2 separate regions of the Capsicum annuum genome follow, and region 1 is linked to region 2. The links are chromatin contacts, called in public Hi-C maps. All regions are on one chromosome and are shown on one strand. The core of a region is the stretch at or near the end of the contact, and the rest is flanking DNA. Distances in the headings are between cores, read along the strand shown.

What was found. Hi-C and Micro-C count contacts between places; a contact is called where the count stands out from the background.
Region 1: a Hi-C map of placenta shows a contact between it and region 2, with 5 times the contacts expected there. The contact joins the promoter of LOC107842773 here to the enhancer-like site in region 2. A contact is called at or near these places in 2 of 5 Hi-C or Micro-C datasets (leaf and placenta).

Annotation. Positions count from the first base shown.
Region 1 is chr9:58,417,276-58,422,989 of UCD10Xv1.1, reverse strand. LOC107842773 (sulfoquinovosyl transferase SQD2) reads left to right here and starts at 3,132. Exons shown (of 11, transcript XM_016686797.2): 1 at 3,132-3,571; 2 at 5,133-5,199; 3 at 5,619-5,689. The coding sequence starts at 3,237.
Region 2 is chr9:58,361,893-58,367,266 of UCD10Xv1.1, reverse strand. No RefSeq gene overlaps it. Among protein-coding and RNA genes, the nearest start is that of LOC124887327, 6.0 kb to the right of the region's middle. Within about 2 kb of position 2,951, at least 5 of the 5 cell types and tissues checked have an H3K27ac peak or open chromatin away from gene starts, as enhancers often do. A contact at or near this core is called in leaf, where this site is marked.

The DNA.
Region 1 (5,714 bases), core at 1,883-4,382, 56 kb before region 2:
GCGATCGGAGATAATTCTTCAACTCTTCCCGATAAGTTGATGTGTAAGCTCCCTCGTCAACACTGTTCTAACAAGGTAAATCATAAAAGTGATCAGGAAAATCACTATGTGCCGGCTTTTTAGAAGATGATGGCTCCTTGGGAGGACAAAGAGCGACAGTTGGAGTAATATTTGTCGGCACAACTAAATCAACTAAATCAGCATAGCGGTTATATAATTTATCTATGTAAGCATTCGCATCACCCATAGTCGTCCACAAATCAGGTTGTTCTTGTTCTTCATCACCAGAATCATTGTTAGTATTTATCTTTAAGTTAGCATAAATAAGAGTACTAAAGTGGCACATAGTATTATATTTCATGCATGGATTTAGTATAGCACCAACCAAATAAATAGAGGGAATCAGAAAAAAAAATATTTTAAAAATTTAGTAAACATGGCACTAATAGCTTCTTTGTAACCTTCTTTATTTTTATATTCTTTGACCAAAGCAGAAATATCAGCTATATATGTCAAAATATTACAAGCAGTAGGATAATAAGCACCGAAAAATTCAACTATAGTTATATAAATTTTTTCAAAAACTTAACAAGATCATTAATTATAGTCCAGTTAAAATCATGTAGCATGCAGTGGGCAGAATCAGCAAACGAACCACAATGTTGGTTAAAAGATAGTGTAATAGGAACTCTATATTTATAACAAGTTTTTAAAAAATCATATGTAGCATTCCATCTAGTATCACATTCTTCAAGCATCAATATCGGTGCAAGTCCATTTTGTTCACATTTAAGTTTAAAGTCTTTAATTATTTTTCTACAATTATTTCCTTGAATAAAACCAACTACAAGTCGAATTTTTTCAATATAAAGTTTAAAAAACTCAAGACCATCTCTTACAATTAAATTATATATATGACAAGCACATTTAACATGAAAAATTTCAAGTAACGGCAGAGATAGCTTAGATTTTAACTTTGTTATAGTAGTCTTGTTGTTAGAAGCATTATCAAAAGCAATACATAAGATTTTATTTTCAATACCGCAAAATTCTGCAACTTTAGCAATCAAATCAGCAATAAAATCTCCAGTATGTTTACGATCTTCATCATATAAAAAAGCAAGAATACGTTTTTGCATAACAAAATTACTATCTAACCAGTGACAAGTAATGGTTAAATAATCATTTTTATTTACAGCACAATCAAGAGCAGAAGTTAAGGATATTCTACATTGAATATTTGAGAATTGAGAGAGAATGAAAAATTGTGTGAAAAATGATTTGAAAGTGTAGGGTATTTATAAGAATTTTTTTGGGGTTAAAAAATAATTTTAAATGTAAAAAGAAAAAAATAATTATAAAGGTCAAACTAGCCGTTTGGACCCAAAAACGGCAATATAGTCGTTAGGCCAACGGCTAGTTTGGGCCCAATGTCCAAAATTCTGAAAAAAAAAAAATAGAAATTGGGCCGGGCCGATTAACCGGCGAGCATGGATCAGTTTTGGTCCGGACCGGATTAACCGGACCCAAAAAAAAATTAAATTGGCCCGAGACCCGATACCCTACAGCCCGTAGACTGATCGGACCAGGTCAAATCGGGTTGATTTTTGGAAGTGGACCGGATCAACCCGGCTCGTTTGACACTCTTACTTTGAGGTGGGAATCAATTGATTTTGTAGCCATTATGATTTTTTTCTTATTTTATATTTCTTTTTACAAATTTAATACATATTTTTTTAAACAATACTCCTACAGTATATTTTTCCATAGAATCATAAATAGCATATACCATATGCTGTCAATATCTTAAATATTGAAACTCAAAAGCACACAATTATGCACAATAAATAATATCTTATGATAACTTACAAATTAAATAAAATAAAATAAACTTTTTAAATATTTTATATATAAAAATAAAGATATGATGTAAACATGAATATCTCTTATAAAAAAAATATAGAATTAAAGAAAATTTATAAAAAATTACAAAATCAAATCTCTATGGACAGAAAACAGATTTTCCATTTAAGGCCAGATATTCAGTTTCACTTGATTCAACATTATAGTATAAGAAATAAATATAGACCCTACGGAGAAAATAACATGTTGCTGCCAAAAAATGAAGGCCCCATATTTGTGGTTCTAAATAAGCATATGCTATTCATAGTTTTCAATTATTCCACATTTCCGAGTGCGGAATTTAAATATGTCATCATGTTTTAAAAAAACCAATATATGCCACTAATTTAAAAAATTATAAAAATAAACTGTTTGCACAAAATAAGTATATAATATTATTTTTTTTTATTTTGATACCGTTAAAATAGAATAGTGCACTAAATGAGTACATTATTAATTATTTTTCATATATTGCACTTCTTTTGTGCATTATTCTCCTTTTTTTATAGTTTAATGCATTTTTTTAGTGCACTATTCATAAAATAAATGGATAGTGCATTAAAAAAGTGCACTATCCATTATTTTGATATCTTGTACTTCTTTTGTGAGATGAAATTTTAAGTATTTTATTATGAGATGAAATTTTAATTTTTTTTATAATATCAAATTGCAACATAACGTACAATGTAAAAAGTTATGTATTTGTATGTCAATGAATGCTGTAATTTTTTATGAGATGAAATTTTACGTATTTTATGAGATCAAATAATTTATAGTGTACTTTTTTAGTGCGCTGTCCATAAAATAAATGAGTAGTGCACTTATTTAATAAAAAAAAATGAATAGTGCACTATCCATATAAAAATGGATAGTGCACTTATTTAGTGCATTATTCTATTTTAACGGTGTTAAGATGAAAAAAAAAATATTATGCACTTATTTTATACAAACAATCTATTTTTGTAACTTTTTAAATTAGTGACATAGATTGATTCTTTTTTAAATATGGTGCAAAAGAATATTCATGTTAGAGTCTCCTTCTCATGGTCCATCACATTTAATTTTTTATTTTTATTTTAAATATTTAATATTTATATTAAAATTCGATTAATTCAAATTTACATTAAACACGACTCATTAGAAATCACACTTCTAACTAAGAATTTCTTTTTTATACTCAAGACTTAAAACCGATACTTTTAATTAAGCAAAAAGATGTATTTTTTCGTGGCATAGTGTTTTTATTATGCAAGCACTAATTCAAATACAATCCCCCTCCCCCCAACCCAACCCCGCAGATACATATTATAACCTCATTTAGACAAACTCTTAACATGTCCAATCTTTCTTCTCACTTTATAAATTCTTCTAACTTTACACCTTGTGATTCCTTACCTTCATTTTCCTCTTATTCTTATTCTTTTTTCACCTCTAGTTTTTATAAAGTTTCAACTTCAAGAACCTACCCCATTAGTTTAATTTCCACAAAGATCACCTTCTTACAGTATAAAAGCAACTTTAAAACAAACCCTTTCCAGAGAATTAGTAGTAATATGACAATTACTGAGTACAGAGATGAAGAAGATGATGAGAATCCTCCACTTTTACTTGAATCTGAGATGAAAGAGCCTAGGCGTATTGCTCTCTTTGTTGAACCTTCACCTTTTGCGTGAGTATTAATTACTCATTAAATTAATTATAGACCATTCTTGATTTCCTTTTTTTTTTTTTGTCGAAGATTCACTTTGTATAATTGTTAATTAAAAGTTGGGAAAGTTGGTTGCTTTTGCTTGCTAAATTTTGGTTTCTTGATTGTTTACGTTTGATATGTTGACTTTAGTTTATGTGATCCACTAGATCCATTTATTATGAAATCTTTATGAGGTTGTATGATTATGAGTTAAAGAAACTTTTGGATGTGTGGTGTTAGGGTTATATTTTTATTGGGCATAGTACATAAACAGACGCTCAAACTTGGCCTCAACTGGAATATATGAATTCTAACGTTGACAGTGTACATCTAGACACTTCAACTTGGTCTCAACTGGCAACTAAATGCTTTGACTCGTCCCCATTGTGTCTTGTGGGCACCCAATACTGACGTGGCACATAAATTTTGGAGGTGTTATGATGATCATTTTTTAAGTTGGAGTGTTTAATTGGCAAACTGGAGATGAGTTAGTGTCTGGATGTCAACTGATGCCAAGTTCGAGTGCCTGTTTATGTATCATGCCTTGTTATTATTTCATTATTATGCTTTTATGTAGAAGTGTAGTCATACATACTGACCATATGTTTCTTCGATGAAAGCATTTATTGCAAGAAATATTTTTTATTCATGTGTGCTGACAGACATTACTGTTTAAGAGTGGATTACTAACCATCTGAGTTGCATTATAGGGAAATGCCATTACTCTGCTTTGCATTTTGCAGTCGACTCTTCTTGCTTTGTGTGTCTTTTTTTTCCCTTGCAACATATTGTCATGTATCGGAATCCTGCCAGAGATCCTATGTTACTTTAACTAAGTTGATTGTCATAATGTGTTGTCAAATATCAATATTACAATGCAATTTGGTGTTTGATGAATCATATGCAAAGTTCTATGTAACTTCTATTTAGAAGTACAAAGAAATGTTTTTATTTTACTTGAATGGCATTGAGCATAAGTTGATAATGCAGTATCTTCTTTCTCATTTCTTCCTATGGACAGAAACTTCTTTCTCACTTTTATAGTGCTCATTACTGCTTCTTTACTTGAAGCTAATTGCTTTTCGCCACATTTTGGCTCTTCACTGGTCTTGCATGGTTCCTCAAGCTTACTCAACTTAAGAGGGATCCTCACAAGATTTGCAAAATATCAAACGTCATATTCTGTAAAGGCATTTTGTTTAAAATAGATAACCTTCAACCTTGAATATAAGTGATACTTCTTTCATCCTTTGGTTTGTCTTTTACTTTTAGGTGAGGGTTGGGTGGGAAGATCCTTTCTCCTAGAGTCTCTAGTGTCTTCTCTAGAAATTAGAATATTACCTTTCTATTTACATTGACATTGCAAATGTGATTTTAGACAAGATAGATTATAGTCTTAGAAAATTAAATTCATACTGAATTCTCTACTTCCATGATCAAGATTTATGCATGACTTCAATCACTTCTTACTCCCACTATGTTTGTTCTTCAATTGTCTTATTATTGATGAAAACCACTGTTTCCCTTTTGTGTAATACAGGTATGTTTCTGGATATAAGAACAGGTTCCAGAATTTTATAAAGTATCTCCGGGAAATGGGGGATGAGGTATATTCTATGTTTAACAATGATGATGTTAGTTTATGATGTCTGTTGGTGTTCTTTCGGTAGGGGGCCTGAATGACATGCTATAGCGTAACTATCTACTTGGGATATTTCCATGTTCATATTATTAAATCCAATGAATATTTTATGATATTATATCAATAAAAAATTTAATATCCGTTGGTCTTTTCTATTTTCTTTCACCTAAACCAATGTCAAGCAACTTGATATGCTTTTTCTGCACATTTTCAGCCAATGGTTATTCTAAAAGTAATTTAGCTCAGAGGTATCCTTTGATATAAATATACTCGTAGGCATAGTTCTTGTAGTCTATTAAGTGGAGTAGTATTTATGGCATAAGAATAGAAGATCTACACTTGACGATCAACTGCTGAACAGATCTTTGTGCATTTGTCACGCAGGTTATGGTTGTGACAACACATGAAGGAGTACCCGAAGAATTTTATGGGGCAAAATTGATAGGATCACGGAGGTTGCAACTGTTACCTTAAATATTT
Region 2 (5,374 bases), core at 1,702-4,201:
CTAAAAAAAACCCACCCACAACCCCTTATTGTGCCACAAATCAAGCCCAAAAATCAGAAAATATATCCCACAATTTTCTCAACTCACCCATTTTGAATTTCCACCATGTTCTCATCTACTAAATTAAATCTAACAACTCCATCTTTTTACCATTAACTTTCTTTTTTAATTTCCACAATTTCATTATCATGTTGAGTGAAGTAGTTGTTGGAAATGGTAACACCAGTAGTCCATGAATAACGTCAATAAGTCCATCAGTGCAACGTGCAAGATAGCAATGGTCGATCCAAATATTCGACGATGCAAATATATCAACCATTAACTTTCTTTTTTAATTTCCACCATTTCATTATGATATGAAAGACATTAATTTTCGTAAAAATCGATTGAAATATCAAAATGATCCGCCTATGATGAAGAAGTTATCGATTATTGCATCTGTAAAGAGGAAGAAGTAAGTTACAAAAAATCAATTTTCGTGACAATGCATGCGTTCTGATACATCATAAATTTTTACATGTGATTTTTGTTTCTTTATAGATATGATACATTCAATATATTGCATCTGATACATTTAATATACCGCATCTGATACATAGATTCAAGGCTAATGCTTTATGATACAGAATACAACATATATGTGATTATGGTTCAGTTTTATACTTGATACATGTAATATACTTATTATGATACATAGAGCTAATTTTGTCAAGATTTTAGATTTATATGATATATTCTGAAAATTGTATGTGAGTTTTAGTTTGTTTTACACCTGATACATTAAACATTATGAGTATGATACATAAGTATGAGATATATCATTACTTCTGATACGTAGTAAATGTTGAAGTTGATTTGTATTGTTTTTTTCATCCAATACATTCAACTTTATTTGAACTTTATTTATGTCCCAAAAATAATTTTAGATGTTTTAACTGAAGTTTCTGCCATGGATGACATCTTCAACAAATTAACAAAGCTCAATTAATTTATTGTTGCTTTAGAAGAAGAACTCAGAAAAATCGAAGCTTTCAAACGTGAACTGCCCTTTTGTATGGTTCTCCTAAAGGATGGTCAATTTTTTTCTTCTGTTTTTCCAATTCTCTGAATTATTTTAGGAATTTAATTATTTATTTATTGTTTTTTATTATTGTTACAGCTATTGAAAGGTTAAAGGAGGAAGCTTTGCAATATAAAGGGAAAGATAAAAGGCTTGTGATGGAAGAAATAAAGAGATATAATTGCTCAATTAGAACCGCATTAATTGCTTCAATATTTACTCTTTTATTGTTATTTTCCTTTTTTATAGTCAATCAGTTTGGGAGTTATGTATCTCTAAGTTATATATCCGGACCAAACTTATGTATCATATCCGGGATATTAAGTAATTAATATAAAAGTTGAGAGAAAGAGTAATTAGGTAACAGAGTGTTGGAATTTATATTGTTTACCCATATTTTATCAAACGATCTCAAAAGGTCTAATTTGCCATTGAGTTTAGCAATGTAGGAACCTTTTGAACCCCTTTTCTACATAATTTCATTTGATGGCGGTTAAATTTTGAACTACAGTAAAATTGTAGCTTCTTAACTACTGAACATTTTTTAAGACAAATATTATACCTTCAATAAGGAAAGAAATTAAAATCTAAAGGAGAAATAAGGCATCAAGTTCCACTAATCCTAGCTTTATCTAAAGTTGTCAATATGGGTCAGGCCTGCAGGGTCAATCGGTCCAGCCTGTAGTGTGATAGGATTGGGTTATAATTTTTACAACTTGTTTAAGAAAAGGGCTTTTTAACCCGGCTCGTATGATGCCTTTGGCCCGTGGGGCTTGAGCACTATGGGTTGGGCTGGCCAAACAAAAAATAATTAAAAAATAGAATAGAGTACTAAGAATAAAAAAAGGAGTCCAAACTCAAAATCGATTCGCACCATCACAGATATTTAAATATTAAATATATTTATAAAATATATAAATAATTAAAAATATAAAATACTAAATTTTTTAAGAAATTAAATATGTTTAATGAAGATGATATGGCGATATTGAATGCGACATAAGTGCCGTGAGTTTTTTGTTTTTTTTAAGAGTTCATTTTTACTTTTAATAGACTAAATATTGATATTTTTTTTTGTTTTATTGTGATCAATTAAAACAAAATCAAGTTAATATTGTTATTTAGCTTGTTATATTATTACTCATTAACAGTTTCGTTTGTTTTTTAACATCTTTATTTGATTTGAATTTGGTGTCAAAAGTTATTTAATTTCACAGATTATTAACTTTTTTTGTTAAATTTGAGACTTGATTAACAAGTAATAATTTCATGAAATATTATATTATAAATATTTATGCAATTAACAATTTAAAATTTATGTTAAAATTATAAAAATAATATATTTTGAAAAATGGGTTGGCCTGTGGAGGCCCGCACCGCACAATGTGATGGGTTGGGCTTGCTATTTTCTGGCCTGTGATATTGATGGGTCAACCCGACTTAACCCGTCAACTCCAAGACCTTTGTGAACTAGCCCAAATGGGCTGAGCCGGCCTATATTTACAGCTCTAGCCTTATCCCATATTTTATTTGGACCTTCAATTCTCTTTTCCTTTGCTTTGTAGCTTTATTCATGAAATGAATTAGATTAAACTCACCTTGATAGGTCGTTATCTTTAAATTTGTTAATTACCACGTGAATAAATCCAGTAAAAATAGTAGGAAAGGGGAAACACTTCTTTTAAGACCTTCTTGCCCTTCATGATTTCCAAGTGCTCTGAATCATTATTGTTCAATTTAACCTTCACGCACTTTGTTATACTAGTTTAAAAACCTGCCTCAATGTTTTTTTAATTTAATTTTCGAATTTTATTAATACAAAAACAAAGCAAAATAAATTGTTCCTACTTTGATGGATCAACCCATCATAAAATTTGAAAATGTAAATTGGGCTTATACAATTTCGGATAAAATACCCGGCCCAAACCTAATTGATTAAGACATATATAAGCTCCCCTATGGTGTTTTAATTCATTTTGTTGTCTTTTTCTCCGCCGATTGAGCTCATTTCCAGGTGAAAAATGGTGTGCCCTCCCCTGAATCTTCAATTTGTCTTGCCTGTGCTTTGGGTCATCAACATTTTGCCCTGGATCTTTGATGCTTGTACTATCTTCAGCTCTTAGAAGTAAGTATTTGTCCCTTTGTTTCCTTTGAATCTTACTATTCAGCTCAACTTCTCCGCTTTTAAACTTTTTTCCTTCATTTTTGCTTGTATATAGTTGAGTTCTCTGGTGGATGGGATGTTTCTTCTTTTTTGGTGCTGAATTGAGAGTCGTAGGTCCTTGAGACTGATTGCATGTCCAAGTAAGCTTTGATTTCTTCTTTCTGTCCTTCTTCTTTAGTTGTGGCTTCCTATTTACTCCCCTTTGCTTACAGATGCGGCCGAGAGGGAGATAACTGGATGCTTGGAGCCGCAAATATTTTTGAACTGCCTTCTGCTTCTCAGGTGTATTAGATGCATAGATGTCAATTGACCCTTTCCCCTTTACTAAAAGTCCTTTTTGATGGATGAATCTGTATAAGCTAGTCAGCTGTTGGGTTTTGTTATTGCCCTCCTGGATTGTAAATGTTTGCTTGTGATCCCTGGTAGTACTTTTAGCTGTAGCCTTCAGCCTTTTCATCATTTTGTTGATGATAATCTAATGTATGGACACTATAGCTTGTCACTGTTAAGTATCTTCTTTCCTTTAATTTCTAATTGCTGAAATGATGTTATGCTGAAATCCACTTTGTCTATTGCTGTATTTGTTAAATGATCAGCCAACTAATTCCCTTCCCTCATTATGTGTTGGAATTGTACCTGTTTGTCTTTCAGTGTTTCTCTAATATGCTCTATAGAATCTAGCAAATTCCATGGATATCTCCATTCATTAGTCAGTATCTTCAACATGGTAAGAGAATCCGTTTGAAAAATGACCTTATTGAATTCGGCTTGTCCGCAGTGAATTGCTGCTTTAAGAATAGCATATGCTTCTACTTTCATGTTTGTAGTATCAACTATCTTAGCTCCTTGTGCATAAATTACATCTCCTCTTTAATCATGGATACTATCAAGATTTCAATGGGTGGAAAAATTTATACATAAATCTATTTTTCCTCTACCTATAGTAGTTTTGAAATTAGTTTTGGAACCTGCTAAAACAAAGACAAAAATAAAAAATAAGTGACTTAAAAATCTCATAACACAACGATGAGTATAAAAAGCCTCAACAATCGAAAAAATTCAAGTAGTTAACGTGTCTTAAAATCTCTTAGCTGCATGAAATAAAGGAAGACGAAAAAAATGAAAATAATGAACGCAAAAATATAACTTGACTCAACATCAAAATAAGAAAAAATTTTAAAGTAGAAGACGCCAAATTTCTATGCTTCTTGCAAAATCTGGAAAATTATTTATAGAATTGTAGACATTTTTTATATAAGGTAAAATTCTAATCAATTTAGAATTATTAAATGTTATGATTTCTTACCTATATAATATAAGAACTTTAATTAATTAAAGACCTAAATAATGTATAATGTTGATTTTTTTTTCACAAAAAAATCCTAAACCATCTTCGATTTAAAAAAGAAAGTCCATAATAGAAGTCCTTAAAAATAGTTTCTTTTTTAAAAAAAAATCCTAGTTAAACATCACACGTACTACTGTATCTGGAAAACTTTTACTATATTAATATTTGGACAACTTTTGAAAAATTAATTTTTAATTGATTTGAGTGAAAGTTTAGTTTGAGTTGGTTTTAGTTGTGTATAAGTAGTGGTGGACGTTCAGTATTTTCAAAGTTCAGGTTTGATAATTTGTTAATCGGTATTTGAACGTAGATACCATATATCATACTTATAAACATCGGTTTGTTAATCGATAAATTAAACTTTTATTTTTGGTAATACCATATTAAAGTTGGAGATGTGCAAATGTATGTTTAAACATCAAAAATTATATTTAATAAAAACCCTATTTAGTATTTCTTTTGTTGCTTTTTACAAATATATTACAAAGGTCCAAGAGATTCTTTGGGATGACTAATACTATTGTCTATTGGGTTAATATATATATATATATACCAATATCTTGTGTCAAATTCAATCCCGAATACCGAAATATTAAAATCTTACTTCCAAATACCATACCAGATACCGAATATCAATTTTTTCAGTTCGGTTCGATAATTCGATTTTCGATATTTTATGCCCAGCCCTATGTATAAGAGTAGAATTAATAATTAAGAAATTCTAAAATATTAAAAATAGTTTTTTTTTAAAAAAATCCTAGTTAAACATCACACGAAACTATACTATATTTGGAAACCTTTT